Regions from separate parts of the Mus musculus genome. Here all the other regions are linked to region 3. Evidence: chromatin contacts called from public HiChIP or PLAC-seq and promoter capture Hi-C data. All regions are on one chromosome and are shown on one strand. Each heading gives the region's core, a stretch centred on a gene start, on an enhancer-like site or on the middle of the called end of the contact. The rest is flanking DNA. Distances are from core to core; before and after follow the strand shown.

Region 1 (2,885 bases), core at 5-2,504, 610 kb after region 3:
GCTAGAGATCGAGAACCTGTCTGGAAAAAATAATCCCATGTATACTGCGGGGCTCAGTATGTATCCACCTTTGTCATAAAATGCAGAAGGAGTCACTCTTGAAAGCCAAGTTGAGAAAGACCCAGGTAACAGCTCCGAGCATGGTATAAACACATAAAGAATCCTTATGGCATAGCATATCTGAATTCTCTCGCTTTATACCTCACCCACTTTCTAGACTCTCAGCTCATAGCTGAACAGAGATTGCACTGGCTGTGACTCTACCATAACTACTATTTACTACAACATGTTAGGCATAGGATCTGCTGGTTTTAAAGACTGATGGTGAACCAAATGGATACATTCCAGGGGGAGGTGGGGCTCCAGGGATGGAGTAAGGTAGAGTACCGGGTGATGTAGGGCCAAGGAAGGGGGAGGCAGCATTGCTTTGTGCCATTTCGTGGAAAGTTGCGTCTAACCACTGCCGCATATGACAGCTGGTCAGCAATGAGTGTTTTCCAATGCCTGGTTTTCCATGCAATATTGCTGGAGAGATGGAGGGCCAGCCACATTTCCAGGGATAATCCTATTTTTCAGATGCTGTAAGTGCTAAGTACATTCGCAAGGTGCCCATCAAACCCTCCTGACACTTAACTTATTCCCCAAGAGTGTAAGCTCTAAGAAGAAAAGCAGCTTTGGCATTTCTTGCCCATTGCCTGTTTGCCATGCCTAACCTTTGGGCAACTGGCATTTTTGTGTAAGACTCTCTTTCATCTCTTGCCTCTGTCAGACGCCTTCTAATGCTCTTCTGCCCAAGGGTTACAATGGGGTGCATACCATCTAAATGGGAGGCCATTTAACATTCTGGATGTCTCACCGCCAAATCAGAGGTCTGCACCACCCGCCGGGGGAAAAGGCCCCTCAGGCACTCACTGGACAGGTTCCGAGGCGCGACGGGACACTGGCTCAGGGCCTGTGACGCGAGGATGTCGAGTTCCTCTAGGTCGTCCGCAGTAAATTCCGCGTGCTCACCGAATGGGTCTTCGGGGTCCGGGACTGTGGTCTCAGAGAAGCTCCGGGCCCGCTTGCTCGGAGGGTTCTCAATGGATCGAGACAGACCGGGGAAAGGCTCCAGGCCGCCACTCTGTTTCCTGTGGCTGTTCGGTGCGGGGGTCCCGGCCATGACTACCTTCAACCCGCAGCATCCGAAGACGCCAAGCACAGCCTTGTCCACAGAAAGCCTGAGCTGGCCCAACCGCCCGCGCGCCGCCGTTCCCCTCGCCTTCCAGCGTCTCCCCAGCCTGCGGGCCAATCAGCTGCCAGCTACCGGGCACAGATGGGTGACGTGTACAGAGCGCGCCGTTACCCGGGACAGGCTCCTGCGTGTCTGGGCTCAGTACGAAGGGGTCCCCGGTGATGCCAGGGTACTACAGTGCTGTCAGGATTATCCCGGTTGCGAGATCGAGGAGCGTCTGCCCGACCACACCTGAGGCGGTTCCCCGTGGCACTGTGTAGAATACAGAGCCCTAGAGAAGCAGGCAGCGTTCAGGGGTCAGCTCTCCCTGACCTCACTCCTCGCGGCTGACCCACCTCTCTCATGTCCAGAGACTCTTTTAGGGAGGAGGCTGGGAAGAGCAGACTTGGGGAGGAGAAGGAATGCTTTTCTTCCTGGAAGCAGAGATCTTCCAGGATAACAAATGTTTCAAGTATGTATATTTGAGAAAAAAAAAAAAAAAAAAAGGCTGGGAAGGATGGTCTCGAGAACGGCGTGCCTATTCGGAACTGCTCCAACTGTTAACTTCCATTTATTTCTTGGAGAGTCTTTATGTCCTGAGCGCTGGTTGCGTAGAGACAATGAAGCTCAAGAGGTCAAGGAAGGCTCGCTGGGAGTGGTCCTTGAATTACCCAACAGATTGAGGGGGAAATAGCAAGAAAAATGGGTTAGGAGGCAGACGCATGATGTTTCTGAGAAAAATTCATCTTCGACAAGGATGCCAGGTGGATGCCTCCTCTTTGCGACAGACTTCATGGAGGAGCAATGATTTGAGTTGGGCTTGGGTGTATGACTGGCTTTTATGAGCTGAAGTGGTGGGCAGAACAGATACCAGAAATGGCGGATTAGCATTGGAAGGCAACAAGATCAAGACTTTTCTACTCCGTTTGCTCAATGCCAGACTTAGTTTGTGAACCTACCAATGTTTGCTGAGGCGTTGGGCGGAAAGGAGAGCGCTCAGGCTTAGAATGCCTTAGGCCTGCCAACCCACCCCCACCCCACCCCTGCCTCATTATTTTTTATGTGTGTTTTACCTTCATGTATGTATGTGCATCACATGCATGTATGCCTGGTGCCTACAGTGGTCAGAAGGCATTGCATCACTTAGAACTGCCTTAGTTTCTTGATTCAGCTGCTGGTAGTTTTCCCATAGCTGCCCAACATAATGTTGAATGTTCAAGTCTCCCAGCAGCCCCCCACCCCCTTTGGTTATATGTCAAGACATATAACCAAAGCTGGCCCAGAACTCCAGAATGTCCTTCCTCCCGCTGAGTGCTGGGATTATAGACATGAGTTTTTGTTTGTTTGTTTTGTTTTTGTTTTTTGTTTTTGAGATGGCCTCAAACTTCTAATCCTGTCTCAGTCTCTAAAGTGCTAGAATTGTGAGTGTGGGCTACCAGGCGTGGCTGATTGCCCAGGTTGTAATAGCTACGATCTTTGGTTCTGGAAACAGGACATTGTCAGGAGGGATTACGTTCTACCAAATAAACGAGAAGTTTTGGGGGCAGGAGGCTATGACTGCTGATAAGTATTTTCAGCAGCACCGGGCTAGGTGCCAGCTGACAAGGCCCTATGGGCTTTAAGCCCAAAGAAGATGCTTTTTGGAGATGACCAAAGCAAGCTGATTTGTTTG
Region 2 (3,015 bases), core at 493-2,992, 920 kb before region 3:
GACAAAATGCTGCACTTGATAAGATGAAGGCCCTGTGTGGCACAAAATGGCTGCCCTGAGTAGTTAGAGCTGCCTCTCCAGACTTCTTCCTGGGTGTTTTTCTGAAATGTCACCTCGGCTATGTGACCCAGCAAACAAGGTTTGAGACATGGCAGTTATAAATGATTCACAAGCTTTGTCTCCCTTCCATGGGGCAGGATACAATTTCTTGGCAAGAGCTAGCCACACGGGTGCACTGTTTCAGGGACAATTAGATGCATCACCAGAAATTAAGGTTTTTAGGGACAGAGCAGCCTCCAAATGCCATTTCTCAGCTTCCTAGCTGGAGGTGAGAGAAGCCGCCCTTTTGTGCTTGGGTGAGCTTCATCTGTTCGTCCTGGGTCATGAATACCGTTTTCAAGCCTTGGATATTCGTCAGAAGCAGGAGTGAGGACATACAGCTCGTCTACACTGGCACTAAATGCCTACAAGGATTCTGAGAGCCACCAACAACGCCCACATTCTACCCCTAAAAGCTACCCAAACCCACTACTTACAGCCAGAGACATAAGAACGGGGTGCCAGGAGAACAGACCTGGAATGAGAAGAGGGCGCCTCATGGAACTAGGGAAAAAGAAACCAGCATACCAGGCTCTATAGCCGGGATGGACAGCCCATCCATCACCCAAGGAGGGGTCAAAATGCGAGCCTCCTCCAGTAACAAGCTCATCTTACCCACCCCCTGTTCTCTTCCCTGGACAGAAAGCACGCTCTGCCACTCCTCTGGCGGCTCCTTCCTCCAGCATCCCCACAAGTCAGGAATGAAATGCCAAATCAAAGGAAGAGAAGCCATGTACTTAAAGCTTGCCCTGGCGGGCAGAGCCCCCACACTGGTCTGCTCTTCCCACGACGTTAAATACGTTCAACAGAGAATATCCTTCAGCCAGTCAATCCTGTTCTCAGGAGTTACGCCCATCGTTTCCTACTGCCCCCTGTTCCCCAAGAGAAGTAGCTTTTCCCTTCCCATAAGTGGACTATGAATTCTACTTACTGGAGCCAGGTCTGGCAAGCACAGCAACAAAGATGGTAAAGCCTAACGCCACGAGGTGGGCTGCAGCCCCAGAGGCAGTGCGCAGAGCTCGGTAGATATGCGACTCCGTCTCCACAGAAAGGGCCATGGTCAGCCCAGCCGATAGCTGCACAGCCTGAAAGCATCGTAGGCGTTGGCAAGAGTGCCCACTGTCCACGCCCCTCACTGGGGACAGTAACTCAGGACAGAAATGGCACCTTTTCCCGGAGAAGTTATGACAGGAGCAGAGTAGTGCCGGCACTAACAGTCCCAACTTAGCAGTCTACCTGTCAAACACCTGTATTTGAAGTGGTAACGATCGCACCTTCCAAGTGGGAGGAGGAAGACTACAAATCCCAGAATGCAGCACGTCATCGTTAGCCGGAACGGAAGGCGTGGAGCACTACGGGAATTGTATTTCCCAGCTGCTTCCCTACCTAAGCGTGAATTTCTTTGCACACTGCCTCCCCATGTGCACCTGACACGCTGTACCTCCACCGTAGAATTTTGCCCTCCTCACCTGCTTCTCAGGTTCTACGCAGTGACTTCCTCCAAAATAAACTGGACCCTCGGCCCCGCCAGCCGCGCCACCGCTCCGTTACGGAGTAGCTTCACTTCCGGGTGCGATGTCTACCCACCCGAGACTTCCTGGGACAAGCCCCCTCCCATCCCATCCAGCGGCAACCACGCCCCCTGAGTCGCCCTGCGCAGGCGCTGTTGAGTTGACGGCTCGTTGGGTTTGCGCTCACAAACCTGTGTGACCTACCCGGGCCTCTTTCTCTTTTTGACAGGGTATTCCAAGGCGTAGAGGCGATCCCCACACGAAAAACAGGGATTACAGACTTGGATCCAGACAGCGCCATGGGCAGCAGCTGCCGCATCGAATGTATATTCTTCAGCGAGTTCCACCCAACGCTGGGACCCAAAATTACCTATCAGGTGCCTTCCACACTCCCGGACTAGGCGAGGGGAGGGATGCTCTCTGGAGCTCAGCTGGCCGCCTGGAGGGGTTGTGGTTCATCCACGCGTGTCTCTTCCATTGAATGGAGAGGGTACACAGACCCAGGTCTCCGGTTTCTAGTGTGGGGGAGGAGTTTTGTCCCCCAAACTGAATCAGGTTCTAGTGTGGGGGAGGAGTTTTGTCCCCCAAACAGAATCAGGCTATAGGTTTCGGGGAGGTGCTAAGGCTCATGAAGGTTTAGATGACCCAAGAGAAACACTGGACCAAGACAAATGATATATAAAAGTTAGGTGAGGGTAGAAAGGGGTATTCCAGGTAGTGGGAATAGTGAACGCAAAAGCCAAGGGAGCTTGCCAAAACATAGCATGTGTTTGGAAGCACAAAGTAGACCACTGGGTGGATGAGGGAAGAAAACGGTAGAGGGACTTGTGCCTGGGTGGGCTGTAAAAATCTGCCCGGACCCAACGTCCACTGAGGGAGCTCTCTCTCATGGCTGCCTTCTCCAGGTCCCTGAGGATTTCATCTCGCGAGAACTGTTTGACACGGTCCAGGTGTACATCATCACCAAGCCCGAGTTACAGAACAAGCTCATCACTGTGTGAGGCTTTAGTTGGGTGGGAGGAGAGGGGTCCCAGCCTGGCTTGGGGGTGGGGGTGGGGGCGGGGCAGGCTGACTCTGTTCTACCTCTCCAGCACAGCCATGGAGAAGAAGCTGATTGGCTGCCCCGTGTGCATTGAACACAAGAAGTACAGCCGCAATGCTCTCCTCTTCAACCTGGGCTTTGTGTGTGACGCTCAGGCTAAGACTTGTGCCCTGGAACCCATCGTTAAAAAGCTGGCCGGCTACTTGACCACGCTGGAGGTCTGCAGCAAGATGGGGCCAGGGTGGGTGGGTGGGTGCGTCCGTGGTGGGCACAGGTGGGGAGAGAGTTCCTGTGTCTTGAATCCCCAGCCTCCAGCAGCTAGCTCCATGTTGCTGCAGCAGGGAGCCTGAGGTGTGGTCACTC
Region 3 (3,083 bases), core at 458-2,957:
ACCAGGTCAAGTGACAGCTGTGCTCTGATGAGAGTCCCACATCAGTTGTAACACCAAGGTGTATCCCCCTTTGATAGCTAGGTTCCCTCACTTTCACCGTTCCCTCAGTAGCCATAGAGAGAAGGAACAGAGAGAGAATGGACCCAGCCTTCTTGTCCTCCATTTTGCTCTGACCTCTGGGTTTGATAATGCAAGAGAGGAATCTCCTTCTAGGGCACATTTGGCCTGCTAGAGCACATCTGGCCTGCTACTATGCCTGGAAGGCACCAAGCTCTGCCTCTTGGCAGAAGTGGCTTCTGTTTGCATAGTTATGGCTCATCCTGGTGTAGGTCCATAAGGCCCTTTTTCTCTACCAAGAGAAATGACTGGAGGTACTGACCCCAGACTGCCCGCAGATTTTGTGGTTCCTCTTGGGTACTTGGCTACCCAGAAACTGTCAGGAGTCTCCTGTCGGTGCCAAAGCTCTGAGAAGTAAACAGGCATCAAGTGAGGCCTTGGGTATTGATGGGTGGTTGATACTTATCTTTAAAGATGACAGATCCCTCTACATAGGCTGGGAAACACAGAACAGCTAAGGATCTTTCAGTCGTACAAAAGAGGAAGAAGGCTAGTATCCAGCTCCCACATGAAGCACTTCAAACACCCTTGTCTACCTACCCCAAACTCTTAGACAGGTCCAGATGCCTTCACTCCCTCATCCATGAAACCAAAGCTTTCCTGATGCCTCCTAAACTGGACTAGGAAGCATCTGACAAGGGGGTCCTTTCCTTAAAGCTGTGAAGCCAGGCATGGCAGCACATGCCACCTTTGATCCCAGGAATCCAGGGCTATGTAGGGATACACTGTCTCCAAAAAGGACAAGGTTTGGAAAATATGCTGACTGTTCATCTGAGGTCTCAGATTCCTAGAGTTAGTTTTAACCTGTGTCCTCAAATACTGCTGAGGAGAGGGCTCTGTAACTAACCATCTTGTGTTGTCTACAGGACATAGGTAGGACTGAGTTTGCAATCTCTTTGCCAACAGAGCCAACGGATTCTGGGCACTGTAACGACTGAAAAGTGTTACTTTGTGCCATTCGAGGTGCTTTGGCTGAGCCAGATCTTGGCACTCCACTGTGTATACATACCTGAGCAAGTATATTCAGGCCCACATTGATGTACTGTGACTTACAGACTGGCCATCTACAGCCCCAGGCTGCTGTGTATTACTTGTGCCTACATGTATATACCAGCTTTTCATGCAGTGTGCCAGGGTTAAGCCCATTCTCAGGAGAGGAGCGCCTGCTACTCTTTCAGGAAGTACTTGTGTGGTGAAACAAGGGGACTTTCCTGAGATAATCCCTGTCAGGCACACTCTCTTCTGATCAGGTGCCAGAGAAAGAGTAAGGTCCTGGGGTGTAGAATAGCATAGAGCTTGCCAGGAGTCACTTTGACTCCTATATTACCAGGACATTTTAGAAAAGTGGTCCTTAGTCCAATCCTGACTGGGATCCTGTGACTTTTGCCTTCTATGTGCACAGGCTCCCATACTGGATCAGATAGGTTTGGACTTGTCACCTCCGAGGCCACCCCCTCCAGGCAGCCCTCCGAAGTACTCAACCTGCTCCGCCCCCAGACTTGGGGGGGGAGGGGAGAGTTCTAGGGGTCAAGGGTCACCAGGCGGGCTAGATCCCGGAAGCGGAAGCACGGTGTACTTCCGGCGCGCAGCAGGCGGCCATGTTGGAGCGGCGGAGGCGGCGCAGAGGTGCGTCCTGGGTCCCCGCGGCGGCGCCGGTAGGTTGGAGCCGCGGGCCTAGCGGTGGTGCGGAGTGGCTGCCCATGAGGCCACAGGGCGGCAGGGCGAAGGGACTGGGTGGCCGGCCCTTCCGGGATCCTCATTTTCCCAGGGCTTGGCCGAGACACCCCACCCCTACCCAGGACCCCACCCTGGGGGTTCTGAGGATCCTGTCGGGCGACCACTGCCCACCTTACACATTTCGCCGCCGCCGTAACCCCGACTCCCCGTCGCCGTTCAGGCCCCGGGGCCTCGGTCTCCCCGCCTGAGGGCCCCGATCTGCCCCTGATCCCAGTCCGCCCGATTAGTATGCCCGCCCCCAGTCTTCTGTCAACTTCCTGTGCTGGCCCCAAAGGAATGTGTGAAGGCAAAAGTCAGCCTGGCTGCAGCCTCTGTTTACAAAGCTTCTTGAGAGCCAAGAAGCACCCTCCCTCCCATGGGCTCAGAATGACCTAGGCAAAGAGCCCCTTGGTCCCCGCCCCGTAATATGAGCGCCGGAGGTTTGGGGTGGGAGGTAGGTCGTCCCCCTCTGTCCTACAGTTCATAGCCCACCCATTCAAAACATAAATAAATAAATAAATAAATAAATGAAAGCATTAACTTGGATTGTACTTGAAGAGCATCCTCTGGGGAGGGGAAGTGCCTCAGACACCTGAGGATCCAAGAATGTTTCCAAACAAAGAGCCCCAGGGCACTTTCTCCGGGGAGTCTGAGGACTGTGTGTCTGCTTCATTAGAGCTGTGCAGAGCGGCGGCACAGACGGGCTCCTAGACTCCAGGGACCTGTCTCATCCCAGCTGATCTTTTAACGCTCCGGTGCAGCTGGGGAATTTACCTTTTGACTCGGGAAGCCCTCAGATGCTGCGTTGGAGTGCTGGGTGTAACTTCTGAGTGACAGCCATGGCTTCCTTAAGGAAGCATAGGACGATTTGAGTGGTCCCAGACAGCTGCATCTGTTGGGACCACTAACATCTAAGGTCTGTTGCCTTTTAAGCGCTACGGCTTGGCCTACCTTCCTAGTTGGAATCTTTCCCTGTCCTTTGTCGTCAAACCTTGAACTCCTTGGTCTCGTTGCCTGGTCTCTTGCTTGCCTTAGAGATGTTTGCAACTGTCTTTTTTTTTTGGGCGGGTCTGTGTCTTATATTGGGTTTGAACTCCAAGACTAGAGCTAGGAATCAGGTCACTGAGTATCCTGTCTATAGACTCTGGTAAGGAGATGAGCCACCCCCTGCACTGGAACGTTGGCAGTTGGATGAACAGTGGTGGGGTGGACATCAGGTGGTGTAAGTCTGGGTCTTTGGGCCTATGTTC

Evidence for each region. Promoter capture Hi-C pulls out the DNA fragments that hold promoters and counts their contacts. HiChIP or PLAC-seq counts read pairs in DNA pulled down with a chosen protein or histone mark.
Region 1: an HNF4G HiChIP or PLAC-seq map of pancreatic cancer cells shows a contact between it and region 3. The contact joins the promoter of Atrip-trex1 here to the promoter of Ccdc71 in region 3. A contact is called at or near these places in 1 of 39 promoter capture datasets (pre-B cells) and 1 of 115 datasets of contacts at active chromatin or transcription factors (pancreatic cancer cells).
Region 2: a contact with region 3 is called in a promoter capture Hi-C map of pre-B cells, with 5 times the contacts expected there. The contact joins the promoter of Nprl2 here to the promoter of Ccdc71 in region 3. A contact is called at or near these places in 3 of 39 promoter capture datasets (the C10 cell line, liver and pre-B cells) and 1 of 115 datasets of contacts at active chromatin or transcription factors (bone marrow-derived macrophages).

The regions. Positions count from the first base shown.
Region 1 is chr9:109,072,843-109,075,727 of GRCm38.p6, forward strand. It overlaps Atrip-trex1 (Atrip-Trex1 readthrough), which reads right to left and starts at 1,255. Exons shown (of 14, transcript NR_153412.1): 1 at 817-1,255. It overlaps Atrip (ATR interacting protein), which reads right to left and starts at 1,282. Exons shown (of 13, transcript NM_172774.3): 1 at 913-1,282. The coding sequence starts at 1,162.
Region 2 is chr9:107,540,467-107,543,481 of GRCm38.p6, forward strand. Nprl2 (NPR2 like, GATOR1 complex subunit) reads left to right here and starts at 1,743. Exons shown (of 11, transcript NM_018879.2): 1 at 1,743-1,987; 2 at 2,516-2,607; 3 at 2,702-2,870. The coding sequence starts at 1,910. Cyb561d2 (cytochrome b-561 domain containing 2) reads right to left here and starts at 1,727. Exons shown (of 4, transcript NM_001357289.1): 1 at 1,569-1,727; 2 at 1,031-1,184; 3 at 537-574. The coding sequence starts at 1,157.
Region 3 is chr9:108,458,846-108,461,928 of GRCm38.p6, forward strand. It overlaps Ccdc71 (coiled-coil domain containing 71), which reads left to right and starts at 1,708. Exons shown (of 2, transcript NM_133744.5): 1 at 1,708-1,772. It overlaps Gm51295 (predicted gene, 51295), which reads left to right and starts at 249; the gene lies at 249-315. It also overlaps a transcript of Klhdc8b not described here.